Linked DNA regions of Mus musculus: all the other regions are linked to region 2. The links are chromatin contacts, called in public Hi-C, HiCAR-type, HiChIP or PLAC-seq and promoter capture Hi-C maps. All regions are on one chromosome and are shown on one strand. Each heading gives the region's core, a stretch centred on a gene start, on an enhancer-like site or on the middle of the called end of the contact. The rest is flanking DNA. Distances are from core to core; before and after follow the strand shown.

Region 1 (3,394 bases), core at 723-3,222, 2.9 Mb after region 2:
CCCCTCCTCCACTGTATCCCTGTTGGCTTCTTATCCAAGTAGGCAAATAAATGTGACCCCCGAAAACACATCTTCTGTCTCTTTTCTCCACCCCCTTACCCATGTAGGTTGGTGCACATGTCTGCAGAGGAGCCCGCCACCCACCTTTTGAAACAGTCTCTCACTGGAACTTGGGACTAAACTATTAGGGTACACTGGCTGCAAAGAGTCCTAGGGATTTTCTGGTTTCTGCCTCCTCAGAGCTAGAATTTACAAGGGCTGGCCACCATGCCTCAGTTATGAACATAGATGCTACGGATCCAACTCAGGTCCTAATGTTTGTATGGCAAGCGCTTTTCTGACTGAGCCTATCCCTAGCTCCTACATCCCCTTTCCTCACAGCACATTCTAGGTAGAAATGAGAAGTTTTTCCAAAGCATAACACAGGCTCTGGACTTCACTGGTTACTGTAGAGACCATTGTTCTTACATGGGCTCAAACTGCCCTTTGAGAGTCATGAGAACTTCTGTTAACTTCCTTCCTGGGAAATGGAAACACTTTATTTGTTTTCTTGATCTGAGGCTCACAGGGATCAAACACACCTCAAGGAGAAAATAAGAGCTTCACCAATCATCTTCCAGACACACATTAATAAACTGTACCAGCAGCACACAGGCCAAAGTGGAGGATGTGTTTAGTAACTGGCATTGCTTACAGGGTTGCTTCGGGGCAGCTCATCCCTGCACTGGCATTCACAGTGTGGTGGGGCATTAGAGGTGTTGTGGAGCTGGCTAACTTGGACACTGGCATTAGTAGTGCAGACAGTAGCAGCCTCACACCAACACTGACTGAGGAGTTCCTGCCACCTCTTTATCCCACTCTTTCCATGGTAGGGACGCCAAGTAAAGCACCAGGATCACACAGTGGAAGGTTTTGTTTTGTTTTGTTTTGTTTTTTAGAGACAGGGTTTCTCTGTGTAGTCCTGGCTGTACTGGAACACACTTTGTACACCAGGCTGGCCTCGAACTCAGAAATCCATCTGCCTCTGCCTCCCACCTGCTGAGTGTGTGCCACCACCGCCCAGCCCAAGAACTAGCTCTTAACAGTCCTCCTCTGACTTGAACATGTAGATTATGGCTCCCTTGCCACCCCTCCCAGCATTTTCAAGTAGAGTCTGGGTGTGGGGTTCTCACCATCCCAGTGCTCATGCGAGTCCAGCAAGAGCATTACTCCTTGCCTCGTCTTCCCAGCCCCTAACGGTGTTGATTGCTTAGGTACTTGTTATGTCAGGAAGAATGTTTAGACAAACCTGATGACTTTCCGTTTGAGATGTTAGGTAACATTTGTTTCCACCCTCTTCAATGATATCAGAATTGAAGTGACATTTGCTAAGATATCTTTCAAAACCACTAGTAGCTAAAAAATACAAGGAACTAGTGTTTTCTCTGTCTGAGACATCTCTGGACCGCCTTCTTCCTCAGTCATGGGCTTCCTTTCTCTCAGATACAAGCTTTCCTTTCAAGTGGTTGAACATATTTTCCATGTAGTTCTCATCGTCATTTTTCAGTTTGTCGTGGGAAATCTGATGGTGGCCACCAAATTGGCCATGGGTCAAACATCATAAGAATTATTCAGAGCCTGAAGCATCCTCACAAATGAAAATGTGCTCTGCACACAGGTCTCTGTGGGTGAGTAACACTGATCTAGTTGTTTTACTTTTCTCTGACTCTTTATGGACTGTAGTTTCATGACCTCGAGGTATGTTGTATACACAAGATTATTAAAGTAGTGAAATGAGTGTTTTTTTTTTTAATTAGAAACATCGTGATTGAAGGCAAAGTCTGAGTACCTACTGAGCATGAAGCCTTAGAGACCAGTAGAGACACACTCCTACAAGCACAAGATCTTCAGTGGCCTCTGCTCTCTGATCCTGCCTCAGCCTCGGATCCTGCCGCCAGGGGGCGCCGCGCGTCCAGAGCAGCGCTGAGGCGCGCACCCCTTTCTTACACCTGCTCTCACACTTGGCCTTGGAGGGGGCGCAGTGAACTTGGGCCAGGAGTCTGCTCACCATCTCAGGAGAAAAGTGTCCGCAAGGCAGGAGAAGCACTCGCTGGGTCAGTTCCTGAGAGCGGAGCTCACCTTTAGTCTCGGTCGTCCCAGAAAGATCTTCCCCACGGAAACAAGTCCGCCACTTCCGGAAGACACAGTTCCCGCCCAAGGTGAGAGCTGCTGAGCTGCTGAGCTGCTCAGGAAGTCTTTCAGATGCTGGTGGGTGTCGCCCTCACCTTCTTCCGATGAGTCTTCCTCAGCACAGAGCCTGAGTTGCTGACAGAGAGGAAAACAGGTGCTTTTCAGGAAAAGGTGGAAATTGAAATGGTGTTTTGAGTCGTGCCTTTGTTCTTAGCCAGCCTCCTGGCTCTCCTTAGAAACCCTCAGGTTCTCCCTGGGGTGGAGACAGAGTACCACCACGGGAAGATTCACTGCCCTTTGCAAGAACATTCTGGACTCTTATCAAGTGGGCTCTCAGGAGGAATTAGGGAGGCATCCACTTGGGGAGGTGAGTGAGTGTTTTTGATTGAAGGAGCTCCAGGAGTGCTTGGAAGACTGGGGCCACATTAACACCCTCAACCAAGAGGGGCGTTCCTCAGGACACTGAGTTTTCCCGGACACTATGTTAAACCGAGGTGAAACCTCCTGTTTTTGGCATTGTGGAGGCAGTGAATGGCTTAAGATCAAGGCACTGCTCTTAAGGAGGCCACCAAGGACAGAATGTGTGAGAAGCAACAAGGACCTGCCACTGCAGGTTCTTATCCTTATTCTGCAGCAGAGACTCAATTCCAGTAGCACAAGAGACCACAAATAGGCTTTTTCCCTGAGGATTGACTAAGCTAGGGTATTGGGGGATGGGTGGGTAGGTGGGTCTGTGACATAGCAGGAGTAGCTTCTGGCTTTGGCAGGAATGTGCCCTTGCTGCTGGGTAAAGCTGGGAACAGAACTCAGGTCCCCATCTGAGTAGACTATAACCATGTAGCCTACTCCTGTAGTCCCACTTAATGCTACCTAGGCCTCAAAGAGTCTACAACCTACCAAAACAGTGACACCATTTGGAGACCAATATTTAAATGTATAAACTTATAGGGAGCATTTTGCCTTCAGTCGGTAACAGCAGCTTTCACCAGGACCTGGGTTCCAGCTTCTGGTTTACCATATGAAAGAAAACTGAAGGCAGCATGGACAGACAAGCCATGAGTTTCCTAAGCATGGCCTTGCCCCAGTAGGGTCTTAGTTATTCTTTTATAGTCATGTGCTCATGGTGTTCAGCCCCACCTGAATCCTGTTAAATCTACTGTCAATTTAGCTCCAAAATGTATGTCCACATGGTTGGAGGCTCAGAGGTCTTAATGTCTTCACTCTG
Region 2 (3,518 bases), core at 565-3,064:
GGGGCTCTAACTCACCCTTGGAATGTTAGCTCTTAGGGCTTTCCTGATACCCCCACTCTTAGATTGGCATCCAGAACTACTCCACCACCAGCAGCTGCCAGGCACGAGCCACCCAGGTGCGCAGTGACTACGGGACGCTCTTTGTAGTGCTGGTGATCATTGGTGTCATCTGCTTCATCATCATTGTGCTTGGCCTACTCTACAATTGTTGGCAGCGCCGGATGCCCAAGCTCAAACACGTGGTGAGTAGGCCAGGGAGGGCTTAGGACTGTAGGGCAGAGTGTGGCTAGTATCACCCAGTGCTACCCAAGAGCCTCACCTAGAAACCTGTACCAACTCAGTTGTGCTCAGTGCCACCATCTACCCTCTCTGAGCCTGGTCTTCGAGGAGATACACAGTGAGGGGGAGTTAAGTCTCACCAAGGGATCCCTCCTCTCCTCCAGCTCTTCCTAACCCCAGTGCCCCATTCTGCAAGGCTTGAGAGCAGCTGCTCCCCTCAGTCCTAGAAGCCAAAGGCTCCTGCAACCTGCACAAGAGAAAGGGGGCAGGCCCTGCACATTCTGCCCTATCTCGTATGCTTTGAGTGGGCTGTCTCATGTATAATGCGCTGTTGGAAGGGATCAAGTGACACCAAGGGGGTCACAGGGTTTACCTGCAGAGGTTTAGGTTTGAGTTGCAGGCACTTGTATCCTGGGCCCCAAGGGAGTAGTACCCTGGGGGCTTGGCGTGGCCAACCACTGTGCGCGCCTAGCGCTCTCTCCTGCTGCTGCAGTCGCACGGTGAGGAGCTGCGCTTCGTGGAGAACGGCTGCCACGACAATCCCACGCTGGACGTGGCCAGCGACAGCCAGTCGGAGATGCAGGAGAAGCAGCCCAGCCTGAACGGTGGGGCCATCAACGGCCCGAGCAGCTGGAGCGCGCTCATGGGCAGCAAACGCGACCCTGAGGACTCGGACGTGTTCGAGGAGGACACTCACCTGTGAGCGCCGGGCCACGGGCGCGAGACTGCCCGACGCCACGGCCCCGCGCCCCTCCCGGTCCTCCACGCGGACCACTATGCTTCCCCACCGCAGCAGGCGACCGCGGCGCAGCTCCCACCCCGCCCTGCCCGGCCCCGAGCGCTTGCCCGAGGCCAGCGCGCTCCCCGCGCCAGGACTCCATTAAAGCCGCTAAGACGCGCGGGCCGCTCCGCCTCCACGCCTGTTTTTTGCCTTCCGAGGGCTGCACTCCGGGGAGTGGGTGGGATGGGCCTGGAGGAGTAGGTGGGGCAAGGGAGGCTGGCTGGGCGTGGCCAAGGACGGGTGGGCTGGGAATTTCATGGAGTTTGTGGGCGTGGTTAGGGATATGTGGGCGGAGGGTAGGGAGTATAAGGTCATCTGGGTGGAACCAGGCCGGGTGGGCTGAGCCTGAAGTAGGCTGGGAAAAGTCCTGGTGGGCGAGGCCTCGGCCTGATGTGCGGGACCTGAACCGAGCTAGACTCAGGACTGACAAGCGTTCCAAGCCTGTGGGAGGTGCTGTTTTCAGAACGGATCCCAAGAAATGTGGGCGGGGCCTGCAGCGAACTGCTCTTCCGGTGAAGCTCTTCTGAGGAGGCGGGGTCTTGGTAGTGAGCTATTCTTCGGGCGAGTGGGCGGAACCTGGGGGAATTGAGTTGTCCTCTAGACGGGTGGGCGGGGTGAAGGCTAGAAGTCCCCAGAGGCTAAGTGGGCGTGGTTAAGGTTACTGGGTGCGGCCTTGGGGAGCGGCCTTCTGGATGCGAGGGCGGGGTTCGGGCCGGACGGTCCTCCGGGCGGCAGGCGCCGCTGCGGAGTCGCAGGCGGGCATAGCTAGGCCGTGCCGCGAGGGGCGGGGCGGTGAGTGTTTACATCCGGCCGGGCACAGACGACTCCCGAGATCACTCGGCCGGGGGTCCAGTCTCTTTCGCCATGGATACCAGCGACTTGTTTGCCAGCTGCAGGAAAGGGGACGTGGGCCGTGTGCGGTGAGAACCTGAAGTGCAGGAGGCGGGCAGGCGTCCGCAGGGCTTATCGGGCACGGGTGTGGGGTTGGGCGCCGTGGGGCTCCCGAAGCTGACCGAGTCAGGGAGATCGGGCTCTAGGTCCCTTACTTAGCTCGGTGCAGGGAAACGACTCCTCTCCGTGGAGGTTCCAAGAGGCGCAGGCGCCGCTGGTGCAGCCAGTTACCAGCCTGGCGCCGAGACCGTGATCTCCGTGGGCAGGCAGGGAAGAGAAGGATCCTGACCCTTTTCTTTGATAGACTCCTTTCTCCCATGGCCCTTCCTTCCAAGTCCCCTGGTCCTCAACAGATGTGACCAAGCTGCAGCTCTCTCCGACACCAGATGCCACCTCAGAGTTAATGATCCGTCCCTCAATTTGAATGCAGCTCTGAGAGTTCAGGTCTTGCCTCAGATAGCCTCCTTGGGCTGCCATGTCCCAGTGATCGCTTTCTGGTTCATGACCTCTTCTCCTCAACATTTTATCAATTGTTTTTTCCACTTCTTCCATAGATCTGTTCTGTTCCCCTCCTTCCCCGCCCCCAGTGCCTGCATCAGCTTTCTTCTGACTTCCCTGCCATTGGCTCCCCAGGCTGAATTAGGGGCCCCATCACCTTCTCTCTCCCAGATATTAAAAGACCAAATTCTCAGCCTTCTGAACCTGGGGCTTGGCCTCTGTCCATGAAGCCATCACCCAACTCACAGTTGCAGACCCTTGCAGACCTGTGTAGTCCCAGGCCTTACCCTTCTCAGAGGCATTCCCTAGCCCAGAGAGATGTGGCCTCCTTCCCCTTCCTGGTTGTCTCTCTCCCAGATGAGAAGCAATTCTGACCCAGGCTTTGAACTTCCTGCCCAGGTACCTGCTGGAGCAGCGAGACGTGGAGGTGAACGTGCGGGATAAGTGGGACAGCACCCCTTTGTGAGTGTGAGCGGTGGGGTAGCTGGGTGGGCAGGGTGGGCCTACCCTACTGACAGCTTCCCCCTTTCCTAGGTACTATGCCTGCCTCTGTGGGCATGAGGAGTTGGTGCGCTACCTGTTGGCTAATGGTGAGAGAGGGTCAGGGTCTGCCTGTAAGCTCTGAGACCTTGCTCCATGTTTGTATGCACCCTTGATTTCTTGTTAACTCCCTAAAGTCAACACATAGTACTCTCTAACCCTCTATCCACTTTCTCACGTTACCCTTGACACCCAGGCCAGTTCTGGGGCTGTCTCCTGTACTGTACCACCATTGGTCTGCTAAACTGACTCTCTGATCTCCATATTTGCAGGCAGGAGGATCTTTCCACAGCAAAGCTGATGGGAGTGTTTGGGATAAAAGCACGTGGGCATGGTTGCCCACACCTGCAATTAAATTATTGGGAGAGAGAAAAGTCGAGACAGGGATTATCTTAAGTTCAAAGCTAGTCAGGGCTACATTGTGAGACCCACTCTGACCTCCTCTCACTTTGCCTTCCTTGGGTCTCCCACCTGCTGGCTGCCCCACTAGACCTACCCATCTCCTACCTCAGGGTCTTCTCAGTTGCAG
Region 3 (3,256 bases), core at 753-3,252, 2.3 Mb before region 2:
AGTGGGTAAGAGCCCTTGCTGCAGTGGAGAGTGAGAACCAGCTCCCACAGGTTCTCCTCTGACCTCTGTGTGCACTGCCCTGCTTGAGTGCCCAATTTGGCTTCCTTCAATGACCCAGTGTGGTTGAAATAAGTAAGCCAAATAAACCTTGCCTTCCTAAGCTGCTTTGTCATGGGACAGTTGGATGGAAGGAGGGTCATTTGGAGGGCACCCTCAGGCTCTGAGGATAAACAGAAAGAAACAAATAAATAAATGTATGTATATATATATATATATATATATACACATACACACACACACACACACACACACACACACACATATATATATACACACACACACACATACACATACACACACACACATATATATATATGTTACTGACGTCTGGATAACCAGAGAACTGCAACCAAAGGGTCCTGTGATCATAATGGTCTAAAGACTACAGTCTCCTTGTGTCCTACCAGGTCTGTTTTATGTATCTTGGTTACCTGCCTGCCATGGGATCCAGGCACTCTCAAACTTACTAATGCATCCTATGTGGAAGACACTGGCTGCCCATAGCAGGTCCTGGATGAAGAATGGATCTGTCACTGTGAATTCCTTCGAACCTCTTTAATTTTAGCCACCTGATCCTAGTACCTGGTTAAAAGCATGAAAGGCTCAGGAGTGAAGCCGGGTGTGTGATCTCCAGCGCTGGAAACTAAAAACAATGAAGCATCACCAAGAACGCGCAGGAAGAGTTTGCACAGACACCCTGGAGGAGCGTTGCTTTTCTTTTATTTCCTGGAAGAGGATGGTGGAACTTTCCCTCCTCCTGTAGCACGTGGTACCCAGCCTGGAAGACTTGTCCTCTTCTGGGTAGCTCCTCTCACCCCCATTCCTGGTCCAGGGTCCTTAGGGCCTGAGGGTGCCCTCCAAATGTCCCTCCTTGTATCCAAATGTCCCAAGGCAAAAGCGAGTTAGGAAGGAAAGGGTTTATTCGGCTTCCTTATCCCAGCCACACTGGATCATTGAGGGAAGCCAGGCACTCAACCAGGGCAGGACCTGAAGCCAGCGCCACGGAGGAAGACAACTTACTGGCTTGTTCCGTATGGTTTGCTCAGCTTGCTCTCTTAACACTTCAGAACCTCCTTTACAGAGGTGGCACAGCCCACAGTGATCTGGGCCCTCCCTCATCAATCATCAGTTAAGAAAATGCTCCATAAACAGGTCTACAGGCCAATCTGATGGGGGTATTTTCCCAATTAAGGCTGCTCTCCCCAGAAGACACTAGTTGGTGTCAAACTGACAAACAAAAACTACATAGACTAGGAATGGTGGCCTCTCAGAAACCCAGCGAGACCTTAGTATCCATTCCAGAGAGTTTCTCCTCCAGGAGGCTTCCCCAGCCGGCCTGAAATTCAGCTTCAAGTCTTTGTTTATGCATGACATCAGCCTGTCACTTTTCTTCCAGATCCCGCTGGTCGATCCAGGTCCTAGTGCAGCTGAAGTCAGGTTGCACCGTCTACTTTCAGGGACGTGTTGTTCCCTCACTAACCTTTCGGATATTTCCCTTGGAGCATCCATGGGGCTGTTTAACAGGAAGTTCCCAGTGTTGTCCTGCTGATGGATTGATCCCGGAATATCTCAAGACCTTCTTGGCCCCTGGGGAAGTGTGGCTTTGGAAAGGGGGCGGGGGGGGGGGTGTTAATCAGTGAGCGCTCCACACTGTCCTAGGGCGCCTGTCTTAGTGCTATGTCCTGGCTCCACCGCCAGAGGCTCCAGACAAGGCGGAATGAACAAGAGCGAGCCTGCTGGAAGGCTGCCACCAGAGACGGGCGCGCGGCAGAGGCCTTAGGCCACGCGCTACGGGCTCCGGGGCTGAAAAAGCTCGCAGGATTCGGCGCGCTCTAGGGGCTCAGCACCAGGCGCGTGCTCTCCGCTTTCCCGCCGGTCCCGCCCATCACTGCGCTCGCCCCGCCCCACGCGGCCACCTGCTACCCAGCGCGCGCCGGTGGAGGGCGCGGGAGCGCGCGCCCGGGCGCTAGCGAGGCCGGGAGGATGGCGCGGGCCTCACTAGTGCAGCCGGCGCTCTGGGCGCTGCTGTTGCTGCAGGTAGTGGGTCCCGCCGCGGCCGCCAAGCTTAACATTCCCAAGGTGCTGCTGCCCTTCACGCGGGCCACGCGCGTGAACTTCACTCTGGAAGCTTCTGAGGGCTGCTACCGCTGGTGAGGCGCGCGGGCCCGGCGGGAGGCGGCAGGTGCGCGCGGGAGGGGGCTTGGGCCGCAGGTGCGTGGCGTGCTCGCTCCAGCCGGCCCCGCGTGACCCCGCGGCGCGCGCGCTCTCTCTCTGCGCATGGCGCCTGGGCCACTCGCGTCTGGGCTGCGCGGGAAGAGGAGGCTGTGATCGCGGGCCATGGAGGGCAGCGCCGCACGTGGCCTCGGTCCCCAGCTGTCAGGGCCCTGAGGAGCTCCAGCTTGAGCAGCCACGCTCTGGAGTCTGTGGGAGACGGGGGAGGTGGGACTCACCCCTGGCGCCTGACTGGTGTGAGAAGAGTGTCTGTAGAGACCTGGGCAAGGAGTCTGTGGGAGACACACCACACCCGTTAAGCCACTTAGGGAGAGTCATTAAATCTTGGATGAAAGGACCATTTTCCAGCTCAGAAGTGGGAGGCAAAGGAATTAGATGCTGGTGGAGTAGGGTCTGCCTTGATGACCTGGCTTCCAGCAGGGTGTTGCGGTCCAGCCTTTGGCTAGGCAGATGAAGGGAGAACTTCTCGTTGCTGGGTGCAGGCTGAGTAGGGTGTGATCAGGTCACACCCTTGACCCACACCCTCACTAGTGCGACATAGTCCCTTCCTTCTCTCAGGCTACATTTTGCTGCCAGCCTCCTTAAGAATGTGTTTAGGTCATTGGTTCTCAACCTGTGGGTTAAAACCCAGTTTGGGGCCTCCTGTCAGATATTCACATTATGATTCCAACAGTAGCAACATTACAGTTATGAAGTAACAACAAAATAATTTTATGGTTTTAGTACAGTTCAACAACAGAGGAATTGTAGTAAAGGCTTACAGCATTAGGAAGGTTGAGAACCACTGATCTAGGCTAAGGCTTAACTAGCTAGGTGTGTGTGTGTTAATGTTCTATATGATGCCCAGAGCTCAGAGCCACATTCTGCTATATGTAGTTCTCAAATTTAATTTGTTTTAAAAGTCTGCCTCATAGGGGGTGGCACTGTACCTCTATAATTACTTCACTAGGGAGGCTGAGGCAGT
Region 4 (3,282 bases), core at 563-3,062, 2.4 Mb after region 2:
AGGATGGGGAGGGAGGGAGAAGAAACAAAAATGCAAACTGGGTAGGCAATATCTGAATCCTAGCACCTGGGACTCAGACAGAACTAACAGTTCTGAGCCAGTATAGGTATAGTTCAAGGATAACCTGGGTTATATAAAAGACCCTGTTTCCAAAAAAAAAAAAAAAAAAAAAGTAAGTATATTTCACATAATACATTAAAAATAGCAACTTGAAATTTAAATTGGGGCAAAGTGTATGGCACAGACTTTAATCACAGTGTTCAGAAGGCAGAGGCAGACAAATCTCTGAATTTTAGGCCAACCTGGTCTGTAATAGTGAGTCTGGGACAGCCAGAGATACACCCTGTCTCAATAAAACAAAACAAACAAAAGAAAAAAGAAATTGAAAATGGGCGAGGGGAAAAAGAATAACGTATCTGTACTTCAGAACAATTTTAATAACTAGAAAATGTCAAAAAGAACCCTAAATGTACATAGCTCTAAAAGTACCAGGATTCTAGAAATAAAAAGCTATGGCAGGAACTAGGTGCAGAGTTAAGGCCCGTAACATGATACATGTTCATCCTACTTCATTTATATGAACTATATGCACGATACATCAAGTTGCAATCTTCAAATATACCGGGAGAAAAAAACAACAACCAAAACCCACAATTTCTTGAGCTTTTCTTTTTTGCCCTGTGAAACCCAACAAAGGCACAACCGCCTCAACCCGTGCGTTGAAAAACAAAGAATGCAAGGGGAAGTTACATGACAAAGACAATATCCTAGACTCGAGTTACAAAATATTCACTAAAGATGCTTACACCTGACTGACCACAGTTACTCCATTAATAAAAATGTCAACCACTAGTCGCAAATGGTGGTAAATATGTTTTAATGAAACCCACTTTCCCTCGGTAGATGCATCCCTCCGAGTGAGATTTCCATTTTTTAAGAACGGTTTCAACATCCTTGGGTGTCCAGTTAGGTTTTTTGGTCGAGGGTCAGGGGAGTACTACAGAGGGAAAGCCGAAGACCTTCGAGAAAGATGTCTGGCTTTTTTTTTTTTTTTCTTTCCAGTTCTCAACTGCAAGTATAAAGTTTTTAACCTCAGCCTTCAAGAATTAAAAATGAAAAAAATCCTACCAAAAGAAAAGAGAAAGGACGTTCCAGATGGAAATCTGGAAAAGATTCATCGAAAAGAGGGGGCGGGGAAAAAAAGGACGCAAGCATGGGACTCCAGGAGGACGTGCCGAGTCCTGAGGAGAGCTTTGAATGAAAAGTCCTTCCTCCAGGTCTGGGGGCCGCGGGTGCAGCCAGCCGAGGGGTGACAGGGGCCGAGCCCCTCTCCCGCCATCGTCCTCTCGGCCCGGCTCGGCTCTAAGCATCCTGGCGTGCGCACGGGAGGGAGGAACCACCACAGCGCGGCGTCCACGGAGAACAATAGGCTGCAGAGAGGCGCAGGGCCGCGGCCTCCCTACGGGGCGACCACCATCCCGCCTCCCTCAACGCTGCTCCAGACTCACAGAGTCTTGGGCATCTCGTCCTCCATGGCTGCTGCGGTCGCGGCGGCACCTCAGGGTCCAGCTCCCTGCCCTTCGCTACCTCCCAAATCCTTGAGGCGGGCTATGGCTGCGGAAGAGCCGGCCTCCTCGCTTGACCGGAGGCTACTTCGCTTTCTTCTTTGGCAGCGATTACACAAAAAAAGGCCCGGCCTACCGCGAACAATGAAACCCCGATCCAAGATGGCGGCGAGCCGGACGCCTAGGAGCCGGCAGCCGAGTGACCCGTGCCGCGCATGCGCACAGCCAGCTAGCATGCTCACCCTCCTGGCAGCCGGGTTTAGGCTTCAAGGACGGGGTTCACTTGGTGCGCAGCCGCGCTGCCACCAGGCAAGGGATGGCTCAGAGTGCGCAGACGCAATGCCAGTAGTTTAGGATTTCTGTAGTTTCAGAGCGGAGTGTTTCATTTGTGAATTATATAGTGAAATTAAAAATCCTTGGGGAGGTTAAAGAAATAAAATAGCAGGTGTTTTTCTAGCAGGAAAATTTTCTTTTTGCACACTATTTAAAGAGAGAAAAGACATGCGCCGCCCGGGAATCGAACCCGGGTCGCAAGAATGGGAATCTTGCATGATACCACTACACCAGCGGCGCTGTTGAGGATTTGGGCGTCCGAAAACTCATAGGAGATACGTTAGTATCTCTGCCTATTGGATTCTTGATTTATGTAAATGAAAATTAGAACGAATTGATACTTGCACTTTTTCCGTTGCTTTATGAAACGATTCATTCTTTCTCATACCAATGCTGTTGAGTGGCTGTTTGAGAAAAATCTCGACTTTCATTTTTGCTTATTATTTAGAAGTAAGAGTTGTGGTAAGAAAATAAGGTCTACTTGACAATAAGCAATACTTTGCGAGCAGGAATCATATTTATGTCTGGATTTCTTTTGTATACCCAATGTAATCGAAAAGCTGGTAATAACAGAGTTACTGTTGCAAATTGGTGAGAAGAATCTCAACAGTCAGCCCTTGCTTAGGGTTCAGAGTTATGGCTCTGGAATGTGGTTCCGGTACTTTTTTTTATCCTTTCTTATTACACTATACATATTATGTAAAGCATTTATTAAAGACGTGAAAGTTTTTGTATCCAATGTCGTTCTTTTACATCAGTGGTCCTCAAGATTCCTAATGTTGCGACCTTTTAATACAGTTCCTGGCATTGTAGTGACCCCAACCATAACAGTACTTTTGTTGCTACTTCATAACTGTAATTTTGTTACTGATATGAATTGTAATGTAAATACTTTCAGCGATAGAGGGGTGGTAAAGGGGTCGCGACCCACAGGTTGAGAACCAATTGCGTACTCTGCCATATTTGGGATTCCCTCTCTCTTTCCTTCTTCCTCCCTCCTTTCCTTCCTTCTTTTCTTTCAACTTTTCTGTTTTTCAAGACAGGGGGTCTCTGTGCAGAACTGGCTGTCCTGGAATTAGCTCTGTAGACTAAACTAGCTTCAAACTCAAAAGATCCTCTTGCCTCTGCCTCCCTAATGCTGGGATTAAAAGCATGAGCCACCACCACCCCACATTTGGGAGTTCTACTTCTATAATTATCTCTAGAGTACGTCATATTTTCAGATTATATAGAGTCTATATTATAGACAGAAAACAAATATTGTCCACACTTCAGAACGCAGAAGTAGGTAGGAAGTTCAGGAGTTCAAAGCCAACCAATGCTATTTAGAAGCAAGCGCCTCTCTTCAAACAAACAAACAAAGAAACAAACAATAATTTTAAAG
Region 5 (3,566 bases), core at 771-3,270, 2.6 Mb before region 2:
TCTTTATACCATCACCTGAGATTCTAGCCTCTCACCTCCTCCTATGTCACACCCCCAGCAGTGTACAGTACTGCTAGAGGATACAGGAGACAGGGGGCTAACAGAAGGGACGGCACACACCTCCATCAGTCACCCAAGATAACCTCTTTGGTTCACCAAGATGGAGTTGGTCTATGGCTATCCTGCTGACATTAATAAAAGCTCAAGTCTTCCCAGGAAAGTAATATAACAATAAATGGACAAAGACATCTGAAGATATCCCATTGTGTCTATGTTTGTTAGTGTGAGAATCCAAGATGGTCTCTGCCTACCAAGACTGTGTGGGCTAGCCTCTAAGAGTAACTTTTTCAAGGATTAAGTACCTCCCATGTACCAGGCTCTGTGCCCAGCAACCTTCCTCAAATTTCAAAGTAACTGATCCCATGAGAGAGTAAACCCAAAGGAGTTAGAGTAGAAGAATCTGGATTTGCCTCCGGGCTTGTCTCCAAAGTCTGCCCTCATCAGCACCTTCCCAGGCTGGGGATGTAGCATGCCAAGCTGGCTACGAGCCCCCAAGCAGGTGTCTTCTTCTGGGGAACGGTGAGATATGACGCTGATGAGATGGATCAGAAGGGGTCTGCCTGCTCTTGCCAGGCTGGCCTGCTGGTTGCCTTCTCCTCTGGCTCCAGTGCAGCATTCCTAACCTTTGGTTCTCTTCCCCTGCCAGGGCCAGACAATATGCCAAACAGATATTGCTTGCACAGTGGGTGAAACAAACTCCGGCCTCCCAGGAGGTGAAGTCTGCCGGACTGAGGAGGGGCCTGGGAAGAGGGTGTAACAGGCCCAAGGAGGGCTGTAGTGACACTCTACCAAGGAGGGAGTAAGGGTGTGCCTGGGGCTGGCAGTGCTCCTGAGATGGCTTCAGAGGCGCTTTCACCAGAGGCACTGGTGACTCACCGGCTTCTCCCACACCCAGTCCCCTAGTAGGTGGTGTTGCTCCGTTTGTTGAATGAATGTTAAGATTCACTAGGAAAATTCTTAAGGACTAGTTGCAGTAGGAAGAGGCCAGAGGTCTGGGTGAACTATCCTCAGCTAGGGGCTCTAACCAAATCAGTGCACCAGGAACCCGGCAGCAGAGAAAAGTCTCCCTCTCCACGTCATCCAGCCAGGCTAGTCCAGCTACAGTAGCATCACACAGCCTTTGAGTACACACCCCCTAGGGAGCGAAGACCAAAGAAGCATTTGCTGGACAGTTCCACCTGGGCAGGATCACCTCATCAGTCTGCTCACCAATAGACACTTTCCCCGTGGTCCTTCAGTTCCCCAAGTTCCCCAAGTTTCGTATCCCCAGGGGCCCAGAGAGAAACTAGGAGTGGAAGAAGCAGCCGTGCACGAGCGGACTCGACTAATTGCTGAGGCCCACAAACGCGCAGCCCGAGATGGAGAAGCTCAGAGAGCTGAGGGCAGCTGCACCCACTGGGGTAGCACCCCTGTAAGACCCAGCGCGGATCCAGGGAAAAAGCGGCCCGGATGATGGTGTCACCCGGGCATCAGGAAGCACTTACGTTCGCTGCCATGGTGGGCTTGGTTCGCTGCCGCCGTCTTGCTCTATTCCGCTAGGAATTGGGCTGACGACCGGAACGCAGAATACGGTGACCTCCTGTCTGCCACAGAGCTGCAAGACTTCTCGTGGAATCCAGGACCTGGCGGGACGCAGGACAAAAGTTACCGCCCTGCCTAAGCCTCAAGTTGTCTGCGCGTGCGCATCTTAAGGGCTGCTGGGAAATGTAGTCCGACGTCTGACACGTTCGCCACAAAATTACAAACCACTGTATTTCACTGGTGCGCGTGCGCGCTGCAAGATTTCTGGGAAATGTAGTATCGGTCTAGTTGGAGAGGCGCAAGGGCTGCTGGTCAGTGTAGTTTTCGACTGAGAAGCGGTTCTGGTGCTTAGGACGCGCGGAGGCAGGCGCGCGGCGGGCAGGCCTGGAGGGGGCGGGTCTGTGCGGGCCTCAGTGCCACCCGCCAGGCCTGAGAAGCGGCGAGGGAGGTCACGGCGAGAAGGTGTATCCGCTCCAGCCGCGCCCGCTGCCTCTGCGAGCTGCAGAGGACTGTCGGGAACAACCATGTCCTACTGCCGGCAGGAAGGTGAGTCGGGCGCTGCCATGGAGACCGGCCGGGACGGGCCTGCGAGAGACACGCGATCAAGTGGTCTCCACCGAGCGGCTGTGGGCCCTTTAGTGGGCCTCACGCGGCGGTTTCCAGACGAGAGAGGCAGAGGCTCCGTGAGGAACGAGGCCGGTCCAAGGTCAAGGTGAAGCCCGAACCCGGGCCTCGGAGGGCCTCACGTGGGCCTGGCCAGTGTGGAGCACGTTGTCTCTGGCTGGGAATCGGGGACTGTTAGGAATTAGACACCGTCGCTCCTAGCACTCCCCACGTGGTTCTATCCCGCCCAGGCTTTTTAGCTATCCCGAAAAATTACCGCTTGGGCTAGAGTGGGCGTGCTGAAGTGCATCTGGCAGGAGCATTTAGTGAGCGCCTTCTGTGTACTAGGCACGCTTTTAAACTTAACGTAGCCATTTTTATATGTCGGGTTCCCTTACTGTCCACGTCTTATCAAACGGAAAATTAAGACAGGTTACTCGATCCAGGAACCCACATCAGGTCACGAAACCGGGACCCGCTATGAAAGAGCTTCCTTTCTTCCGTCATTTCTAGCCACGTTGAGGACCACTCACTACCTGTTGTTACCTGTAAGCAGCAACCCAGAAGAATCCAGACCAATCTGTTGCTCTAAGGTCTCCCAGCACTGACTGGCTTCTTATGTCTGAGCTGCCAAACCCGCCAGGCCCTAGTTTCCACTCCTGTAAATTGAGAGATCAGGCGTCATTTACTCTGGTATTCACGAAGCACGTGCCCAAGGCAGGAAAGAGTTGGAGGGCTCTTGAGAATACAAAGCTACAGAGAGACTTGGTTCACCCAGAATTCTCAGCTCCTTTACTCTTAAGTCTAGAGAACATGAGGTACAAAGGAGGAAGTGATCCACCCAAGGCCATACATCCAGTTAGAAGGCCCCAGTCCGCTGTAGAACCCCCTCCTTCCCAGCATCATCATTGGTGCCTCTCCCGAGGACTGTTTCTGTTGGTTAGCACTTGGTGTTCCGCATACGAAAGTCCTTGACCCAGCACTGTTAGGCGGATTCCTAGGATGACTTTTGTTTCCTCCAACCTAGTTGGTAGGTTGATGACGAGTCTTTGAGTTAAGGAGGCTATGCAGATAAACATTTCTACCCCTCTTGATGGATTTACAGACCTCGGGTTTTTCAGGAAGGAGGATGGGTCCATCAGCTGCTAATGCAACATAGAGCCCGTCTTCTTCCTGGTTCAAAAGGTGTGTGTGTATGTGTTTAGTGGTTCTCCGTTTTTGAGACAGTCTCAGTATGTGCCCCTAACTCAAATTCTTCTCTTCGTCCCAAATTCTGGAATTAAAAACACATGCCGCTACCTACAGTCTCTGTGAGTTCAAGGCCAGTGTAAAATAAATTGCATGTTCCAGGCCTGCCAGAGCTACATAGTGAGATCCTGTCC
Region 6 (3,403 bases), core at 656-3,155, 2.7 Mb before region 2:
ATGCCTCCGTTCCTCACTAGGCTCCCCTTCAGACACAGGTGGCATATACACATGCAGACGACTATGCAGCCAACTTTGAACAGTGGTCAGACATAGAGAAAAATGGAACTTCGCCTTTAATTTTACCCATTTCTATGAAGTTGTTTTTGTTTTTGTTTTTTTTTTTTTGGGTAGTGCTAGGGTAGGGGCTTTGCCGCATGCTAGGCAAACTATCTCTAGCCTGCTATTTAATTCTTTTCATGACAAAACAGAGCTTTATATGTCAAAAGCTAAAATACCCTATCCAATAACTTTAAAAAATCCAGGACAATGCCAAGAATGAAGAGCATGTCTGTAATCCCAGCTCTCAGGAGAGAGGCAGAGGGAGCTGGAGTTTGAAGCTAGCCAGGTTTTCTAGTATGACCTTGTCTAAACCCAAGAGAACAAACAAGTTTATTCATAAATAAGCAGAAGACAAAACTGAAGGAAACGAAAGTGTTCTCTATGGTTGGAGAGATGCTCAAGCTAAGAGCACTGGATTCCTGAACAGGACCTGAGCGTATCAGGCAGCTCACAACAGTCTGTAACTCTAGCTCCAGGGGATCAGATGCCTTGTTCTGTCTCACCGGAGTCCCACCCCTCTCTAAAAAACCATTCTGGTTAAGGAAAACATATTTTAAAAGTGAATAGAAGGATTTTCCAATTCCCAAAAGAAATTCAAAAAAGTAAGTTTACACTGCAGTTCTAATTTGTAAGGAGGTAGGATGCAGCCTCTGGCTCTGAGATGTTTTAACAGACTTACGTGTAGTCTGCCTCGAAGCTCTCGGTCATTTCTCATTTTCACATAAATTCGCTCATCCAGGCTGAGCCTGATCAGATCCAGGGGCTCCTCTACGGTATTGGTGGTCTGTTGCTGAGGAAAGGCAAAGGCTTACTCATAGGATACAGAGGCCGGGTGGTGTTTCAATCACTGGTCAGCTGAGAGAGCAGCATGTGGGTGCTAGTACACAACCAGGGTTGTCTCCAAGATCAGCAAGCGCTCTTATCTGCCAAGCCACCTCTCCAGCCCCAATAAATCCCCATTAAGGAACTTACACTCTAGTTGTGGAAGAAACACTTTAAATAAATACATATTTAAAACAACATGCTCTGGAGAGAAACACAGTAGGGTAGCACGTACGTACGTACATACGTGTGTGTGTGTGTGTGTGTGTGTGTGTGTGCAGGGGCTATACATATTTAAAACAACATGCTCTGGAGAGAAACACAGTAGGGTAGCACGTACGTACGTGTGTGTGTGTGTGTGTGTGTGTGTGTGTGTGTGTGTGTGCAGGGGCTGTGTGTGCATGTGAGGGTGTGAAAGACATTTTGGTGGCCAAGGTACACCAGCTACCTAAGAAATAGGGAAGGGTAGGTGCAGAGGCCCGTAGGCCCTTCTGTTGGCCTGTGTACCAGATCTTTGCTTGTTTTCTTCATACTCCATCTCTAGCAGTTTCTCCATCTCCTAGAACTGCACCTTTCCTCTGACCTCCCCTCGTAATTCACTCCAAGGGAACCACTGCCTGTGCCCCCCGTGTTCACTCGGATTGCTAAACTGGTGTCCTGCTACGACCTCCCGCTTTCTGTCGGAATCCCGACAGCTAGCTCCCAGAGATGGGCATCTCCAGCCGCCTGCATTCATTCTACAGAGAAAGGGCGACGACGAGCGCGATGGGTAGACGGGCGGGTTGAGAAACTCTGGGCCTACGGAGGTTTCAGGAGCAGGCCCGGCTACGGAAGGCCGTGGTGACTCGGAAAAAAAGAAAAGGGCCATCCCACGGGAAGCGTGGAAAAAGCGAGAAGCGAAAGCATTTCCTCTTCGAACGCCTCAGGTCAAACTTACCTGATCTACGTCGTCCGCCATGTTTCAAACGCTGCGCCCTTTCCACCTCTCGCGGGAACAGGAACTCAGAAACCTTAGGCCGCCACGCACTGAAGGCGAACTATATTATTTTTGTCCCTTCGCGCCCTCGTAGTTTGCATGGGGGCGGGGCTTCCTTCGAGGGCGTGGTCCTACCCTGGGCTGGGGGCGCGGCCAGGCGTGGCCCGCCTCCGGGCGGGGCGGGCACGCGGAGACCTGCGGCGTCCTGCGCGGTAGTCCCGAGGAACGCCTCTGGCTAGCATGGCCCCAAAGCGCACCGCAGACGGAAGGCGGCGGAAGCGGGGCCAGAAAACCGAGGACAACAAAGTAGCCCGGCACGAGGAGAGCGTTGCGGGTGAGAGGCCGAGTCTGCAACATGCCAGGCAGTGGTGGCTGAGGCTGGTGCGGGCGGCGGAGCGGATCTGCGCCTGTGGCAAGGTCTCCACGGCCGGGTGCGCGGCGTCCCCGAGGGCCTCTGCTATCAGCCTTAAACCCCTCTGTTAACCATTAGAGCCAAGTTCAGCCTCTAAGCAAGTGTTGAAGGCTGAGCAGCAGAAAGCTTCGCAGTTACCAGGTGTCTCAAGGAGACCCCAAAACCAAGACGGAGGGAGACTCTAGTGCGTGCGAGATCTCTCTCCAAATTCCCGACTGCCATCCAGTGTAACTCCAGAGTTTAGGATGTGCTTTGTTGTTGTTGCTTTGTTTTTCCGGACAAGGTTTCTCTGTGTAGCCCTGGCTGTTCTGGATCTTACTTTGTAGACCGGGTTGGCCTCAAACTCAAGAGATCCACCTGTCTCTGCCTCCCTAGAGCTAGGATTAACCCGTGTCTGCCACTGCGCCCTGGCTAGAATGCGCTTCTTACCTAGATCTTGAACAAAGCAAAACTTCCATCTTCCCTCTTAAACAAATCCATCCTCCAGTTGTTCCATTTCAATAAATCACACCTTTTCTTAACTGCCAGTTCGGCAGCAAGTCCAGTCAGCTTCGGAACCAATGAAATCTGTACCTAATTCTCTTTAATTTTATAGCTGGAGATCCTGTCCACAATTGAGTAAGTGAACTTCACGTTGCTTCTTTTCTGGCTTCCTCTCATCTGTCTGCCTCAGGTCATCATCTAGCAGCCAAACGGATGTAGAACAACAAAACCTCATGCCTCTGTCTTCTTATCTAAAACCCCCTCAGACTTGCGCTCTGCAAGTATAGCATCTTCCTCACTTAGCTGGTTTCCTACAGGATTTAGAGGCTGTCACAATTCTGTCTCCTTTCCAAATATTCTTGTTTTGATTTTTTCCTGTTTATTTTAAACAGCAGGCTGGCCTAGAAATCTGGATCTTTCCGTTTCAGATATTCTTATTTTGATTTTTTTTTTTCCTGTTTATTTAAACAGCTGGCTGGTCTAGAAGTCTGACTTCCGGTCTAATCCTCCTGATCACAGGGATTGCAGATGCCTGGTTCTTTAGTGACCTGCTTTCTGCTCTTTAGATATGCTGTATATTTATCTGGAGGCTGGCCTTTGGTGTTTCT
Region 7 (3,525 bases), core at 241-2,740, 2.5 Mb after region 2:
GTGAGCCACCATTTAGGTGGGTACTAGGAACTGAATCTCTGGAAAAGCAGCTAGTACTCTTAAATGCTGAGTCATCTCTACAGCCCCAAATTAATATACATTTTAAGGAATTTTATACAACACAACATAGATTGTATTTGGTACATCAAAAAGGCATAAAGGTGCTTGGTTAGAAACCCCCTTGGTAACTTTCTTTTATATTACTGTTTCTGTGGCAAATATAGCACAACTTAACAGCACACCCAGGGCTTCTTCCAGAATATCAACCCTCACGGACACCAGGGCTCCCACCAGTGTTGACAGGACCTAAGGCAGAACGAGTGTTTCTCATCCCCTGCCAAGGAGCTGCTGTTCAAGGACTTGGGAGCTGTGAGGCATTCCTGACCTGGAACCTTTCCAGCTCGCTGGTGACCAGAGCCTGGGCTTGAGCCAGAGGCGCATGGCAGCGCTCGATGCATTGGTGCACCTGCTGCATAGATGCTTGGGTGTCTTCACAGCAGTTGGCGCTGCACCGGAACATGAGGCCCTGGGGAGCGAAGACAGAGCCTGGTGAGACTGGAAAGACTCTGAGGACAGCTCTCGAAGGACAAGGCCTTGGAGGCCATGCTTCTCTACCTGTTTTGTTTTATTTTTCCCGCCGTATCATCAGGACTTCGTAAGACTGGGACGGTTACCAGGCCTAACATTTGTAGGATGGGGATATATGTTCTTGGGAGCGCGCTTGCTAGTTCTAAGAAAGCCTTGCGTTCCATTCCGCACAGCACAAAGCCAGGGTGGTGGCCCATGCCTGTAATCCTCGCACTCCAAAGGTGAAGGCAGGAAGATCGGGGGTTGGAAGTCAACCTGGGTTAAAAGAGACCCTGTGTGCTGCTATGAGCTCACTGATAAGATAATGTACCCAAGACTGAACCGGAAGAAACCACGTTCTGAAAATCAGTTTTTGTATTTCTGTAGCAGAGTTCAGAGGTCGGCCTGGCTAGTCAACGCCCCACAAGGCGATCGAAACAGTAGAGGGTGATTAAGGGGTGAAGTTAAGCGAGGCCAGTAGGGTGAGGGAGACGGGGCCCACGCTCACGGGCGTTCAGGGTTCGTGGCATCTAAATCAGCGCAGGACGGCCCGAAGGGATTTCGGTCTGGTGGTTCTCCTGGGCCGGTCCCTCCGAGCCTCGCGCCAGATCACCTCAGGGGCGGCCGAACGCTCGTCACCGAGGCCAGGTGGGAGGAAACCGCCCCACGCGAGGCCCGGAGCTCGAACGTCACCGCGCCACCCCCGCCCGAGTTTCCAATCCCGTTTGGGCGCCGGACCGCGCCGCTACCTGCATCTTCCGGATGTTCTCTCTCTCCACACTTTTCACCATGGCGTCCACAGCCTCCTGCACTCGGAGTTGCTGCACCTCCGCCATGGCGACCCTGAGCTCAGCCGCGCCGGCGCCCGCGTGTGCACCCGCTGCGCCCCGCCCCCTGCGCCCGTGCGGGCTTCTCAAGCCACTGAGTCCCACCCTCCGGCTTCGCCCCGCCCTCGGCTGCGCCCCGCCCCTAGCTAGTGAGTCCCGCCCCTTTGCGCTGAGCCCGACCCCCCACCGAGTCACCGCACAGTCTTCCGAGTACCTCGCCCTGGCCCCTGGCCATTGCGCCCTTGTCCTCAGTAAGCGTTCCCGTTCCCGCATCCTCATCGCCCCCTGGCGTCTAGGTTAAGCAACTTCAGGCAGGAGACAGCGGGCGCGCCGCTGGTTCTTCCGTGGAGCCAGGCTTTTGGTGGCCAAAGATCTCTTCGTCGTCTGACTTCTTTTCTTCCTCTCTTTCTCTCTCTCCCTCTGTCAATCCCAATTTTAAAAAAGCGAATGTAATTAGCAGCTCTTGTACAGCTCGATCAGATTTTATTATTGCTATCTTTGTCTTGGTTTCTTTTTGTTGCCGAACAGAATTTCATTAAATGTACATACCACAATTTGCTTTGTCAATTCCCCAGCTGGTGAACATTTATGCCGAGTTACTAGTTACTGCGAGTAAAGGGTACGGTATTCTAGATTGTCTCAAGAGTAGTGTGGGGGTATGGAGGGGCTGTAGATAGCGAGACCGTTGAGTAAGGGCGAGCTGTTTCTGAATGGATTGGTTCTGTCAGCCATGTGCTCTCGTGTTCCCATTTCTACTGTCTTATGCAGTCATCTCTGAAACACAAGTGGTCCCTTCTTCCCATGGGCCGATGCAGAGGGGAGCATCATTAGGTTAGGAAGAGGGCTACTAAAGGCTGCGTTAGAAGAGCTTGGGCTATAAGTGGTCCCATAGAGATAAGGGAAAGTTCGAGTGTTTCGGGAAATCTCTCTCGGCGAGCTAGCATTGAATTTTTGTATTGAACTAGAAGGCCCTTGCCTGGCACTCTGGAGAAGGAAAAGAATGACAGGCAGGTACGGGAAGCTTCAGAGGGCAAAACAGAAAAAAAAGGTTGAAGCTTTGTGGAATAGCCTGGAACGAAAAAAAAAAGACTAGCGTGTGAAGAGTGCTTGAGATTTTAGGCACTTGCTGTGATTCGCCACTAGATGGCAGGCTAGCTCTGTTTTGAGGGTAGGAAAAGCCACACAACCCATTGTCCTTTGAGAAAAGCTGTGTTCCTCCATGGCTGGGCTTTCCCTCTCTCAGATACCAGGGTTGGGGATAAAATGTGTCCACTACTTGAAGCCGGACTTACAGGGATCTTCCAGGAGCAGCTGGAGCCAGGGCGATGGCAGTGGTCACCCAACAGACCAGGTGCTTTGCAAGTACTTTGAATGGGGTCTGAAGCGGACCCTTCAGTGTCCATTTTTCTCTCACTGTGCACAAAGTCAAAGCAAAGGGAGGGGAAGACTCTGGAATATTTAAATCCTAGCAGGGCAAGATGGCTGCCTCAGCCGCGAAGACACCAGACTGTGGCAAGACTCTTGAGACTCACTTCATGATTCCAGATTCCATAGAAAATTCTTTCTAATAAAGGCACAGTTTAACACTTCTCACTTTCTCCTTTATTTCTAATGTGTATCATGGTAGTTTCAGCAGCTGCTTCTACAGTAATGCTGTTAGTCACACTGAGATCTGGTGGGAAGCCTTTGGTAAGACAACTTTGTTAGTTTCAGTATGGCAAGACGAGTGGTTCTTTGATGTTTATGGAAAGTGACTCCTGACATGTGAGGAACCTGCCCCTGTAAGACAGTGGTCACTCTTTAAAGACTGGATCTAACGGCTTGAAGACAACAGGCCATGCCTCTCTGCAGCTCTCTGTAGGACCAAGAGTTAAGAAGCTAGCTATCTGTGCCGTGCTCTTAGAGTATTCCCTGATTACAGGTCCTAACCTATACCTGGCTCCTCCGAGCTCTTTGCCATGGACGCTGTGTTGAACCAAATCACAGGTGTGAAATGTTCCTTAAAATTGACATAAAAGTCTCATATGTCCTTCATTCCTGGGATGTCTCTGAAGAGACTCCTTGACCCCACCCATTCCTCTCATGACAGCTGTCCTCTTCTCTCCTCTGATTCTCTTCTAAAATATGTTTA

What was found. Promoter capture Hi-C pulls out the DNA fragments that hold promoters and counts their contacts. A called contact is a pair of places that touch in the nucleus more often than the background predicts. HiCAR-type assays count read pairs that join an accessible place to other places. HiChIP or PLAC-seq counts read pairs in DNA pulled down with a chosen protein or histone mark. Capture Hi-C pulls out chosen DNA fragments and counts their contacts.
Region 1: an H3K27ac HiChIP or PLAC-seq map of thymic regulatory T cells shows a contact between it and region 2, with 13 times the contacts expected there. The contact joins the promoter of Nat8f4 here to the promoter of Abtb1 in region 2. A contact is called at or near these places in 1 of 484 Hi-C or Micro-C datasets (CD4 T cells) and 1 of 115 datasets of contacts at active chromatin or transcription factors (thymic regulatory T cells).
Region 3: an H3K27ac HiChIP or PLAC-seq map of embryonic stem cells shows a contact between it and region 2, with 4 times the contacts expected there. The contact joins the promoter of Nup210 here to the promoter of Abtb1 in region 2. A contact is called at or near these places in 1 of 484 Hi-C or Micro-C datasets (B cells), 1 of 115 datasets of contacts at active chromatin or transcription factors (embryonic stem cells) and 2 of 9 other capture datasets (liver and pancreatic islet).
Region 4: a promoter capture Hi-C map of liver shows a contact between it and region 2, with 4 times the contacts expected there. The contact joins the promoter of Tia1 here to the promoter of Abtb1 in region 2. A contact is called at or near these places in 1 of 39 promoter capture datasets (liver) and 1 of 9 other capture datasets (liver).
Region 5: a HiCAR-type map of embryonic stem cells shows a contact between it and region 2, with 4 times the contacts expected there. The contact joins the promoter of Chchd4 here to the promoter of Abtb1 in region 2. A contact is called at or near these places in 3 of 39 promoter capture datasets (cranial neural crest, liver and pre-B cells), 1 of 115 datasets of contacts at active chromatin or transcription factors (embryonic stem cells) and 2 of 9 other capture datasets (adipose tissue and liver).
Region 6: a contact with region 2 is called in a promoter capture Hi-C map of adipose tissue, with 3 times the contacts expected there. The contact joins the promoter of Lsm3 here to the promoter of Abtb1 in region 2. A contact is called at or near these places in 2 of 39 promoter capture datasets (liver and pre-B cells), 2 of 484 Hi-C or Micro-C datasets (CD4 T cells and regulatory T cells) and 2 of 9 other capture datasets (adipose tissue and liver).
Region 7: a contact with region 2 is called in a Hi-C map of CD8 T cells, with 8 times the contacts expected there. The contact joins the promoter of Fam136a here to the promoter of Abtb1 in region 2. A contact is called at or near these places in 1 of 39 promoter capture datasets (pre-B cells), 1 of 484 Hi-C or Micro-C datasets (CD8 T cells) and 2 of 9 other capture datasets (adipose tissue and liver).

What each region holds. Positions count from the first base shown.
Region 1 is chr6:85,903,516-85,906,909 of GRCm38.p6, reverse strand. It overlaps Nat8f4 (N-acetyltransferase 8 (GCN5-related) family member 4), which reads left to right and starts at 1,972. Exons shown (of 4, transcript NM_029331.3): 1 at 1,972-2,198.
Region 2 is chr6:88,840,231-88,843,748 of GRCm38.p6, reverse strand. It overlaps Abtb1 (ankyrin repeat and BTB (POZ) domain containing 1), which reads left to right and starts at 1,814. Exons shown (of 12, transcript NM_030251.3): 1 at 1,814-1,980; 2 at 2,849-2,911; 3 at 2,984-3,039. The coding sequence starts at 1,925. Podxl2 (podocalyxin-like 2) reads left to right here. Exons shown (of 8, transcript NM_001347327.2): 7 at 63-242; 8 at 773-1,192. The coding sequence ends at 982. Gm15612 (predicted gene 15612) reads right to left here and starts at 895. Exons shown (of 3, transcript NR_045880.1): 1 at 653-895; 2 at 1-268.
Region 3 is chr6:91,115,572-91,118,827 of GRCm38.p6, reverse strand. Nup210 (nucleoporin 210) reads left to right here and starts at 2,002. Exons shown (of 40, transcript NM_018815.2): 1 at 2,002-2,210. The coding sequence starts at 2,044. Gm30364 (a long non-coding RNA gene) reads right to left here and starts at 1,607. Exons shown (of 4, transcript XR_003956467.1): 1 at 643-1,607.
Region 4 is chr6:86,402,749-86,406,030 of GRCm38.p6, reverse strand. It overlaps Tia1 (cytotoxic granule-associated RNA binding protein 1), which reads right to left and starts at 1,812. Exons shown (of 13, transcript NM_011585.4): 1 at 1,509-1,812. The coding sequence starts at 1,534. It overlaps n-TGccc4 (a tRNA gene), which reads right to left and starts at 2,138; the gene lies at 2,068-2,138.
Region 5 is chr6:91,471,877-91,475,442 of GRCm38.p6, reverse strand. Chchd4 (coiled-coil-helix-coiled-coil-helix domain containing 4) reads left to right here and starts at 2,020. Exons shown (of 3, transcript NM_133928.2): 1 at 2,020-2,127. The coding sequence starts at 2,106. Tmem43 (transmembrane protein 43) reads right to left here and starts at 1,736. Exons shown (of 12, transcript NM_028766.3): 1 at 1,545-1,736. The coding sequence starts at 1,556.
Region 6 is chr6:91,514,537-91,517,939 of GRCm38.p6, reverse strand. It overlaps Lsm3 (LSM3 homolog, U6 small nuclear RNA and mRNA degradation associated), which reads right to left and starts at 1,905. Exons shown (of 4, transcript NM_026309.2): 1 at 1,862-1,905; 2 at 782-892. The coding sequence starts at 1,882. Xpc (xeroderma pigmentosum, complementation group C) reads left to right here and starts at 2,052. Exons shown (of 16, transcript NM_009531.2): 1 at 2,052-2,234. The coding sequence starts at 2,141.
Region 7 is chr6:86,363,611-86,367,135 of GRCm38.p6, reverse strand. Fam136a (family with sequence similarity 136, member A) reads right to left here and starts at 1,490. Exons shown (of 3, transcript NM_025591.3): 1 at 1,317-1,490; 2 at 386-526. The coding sequence starts at 1,403.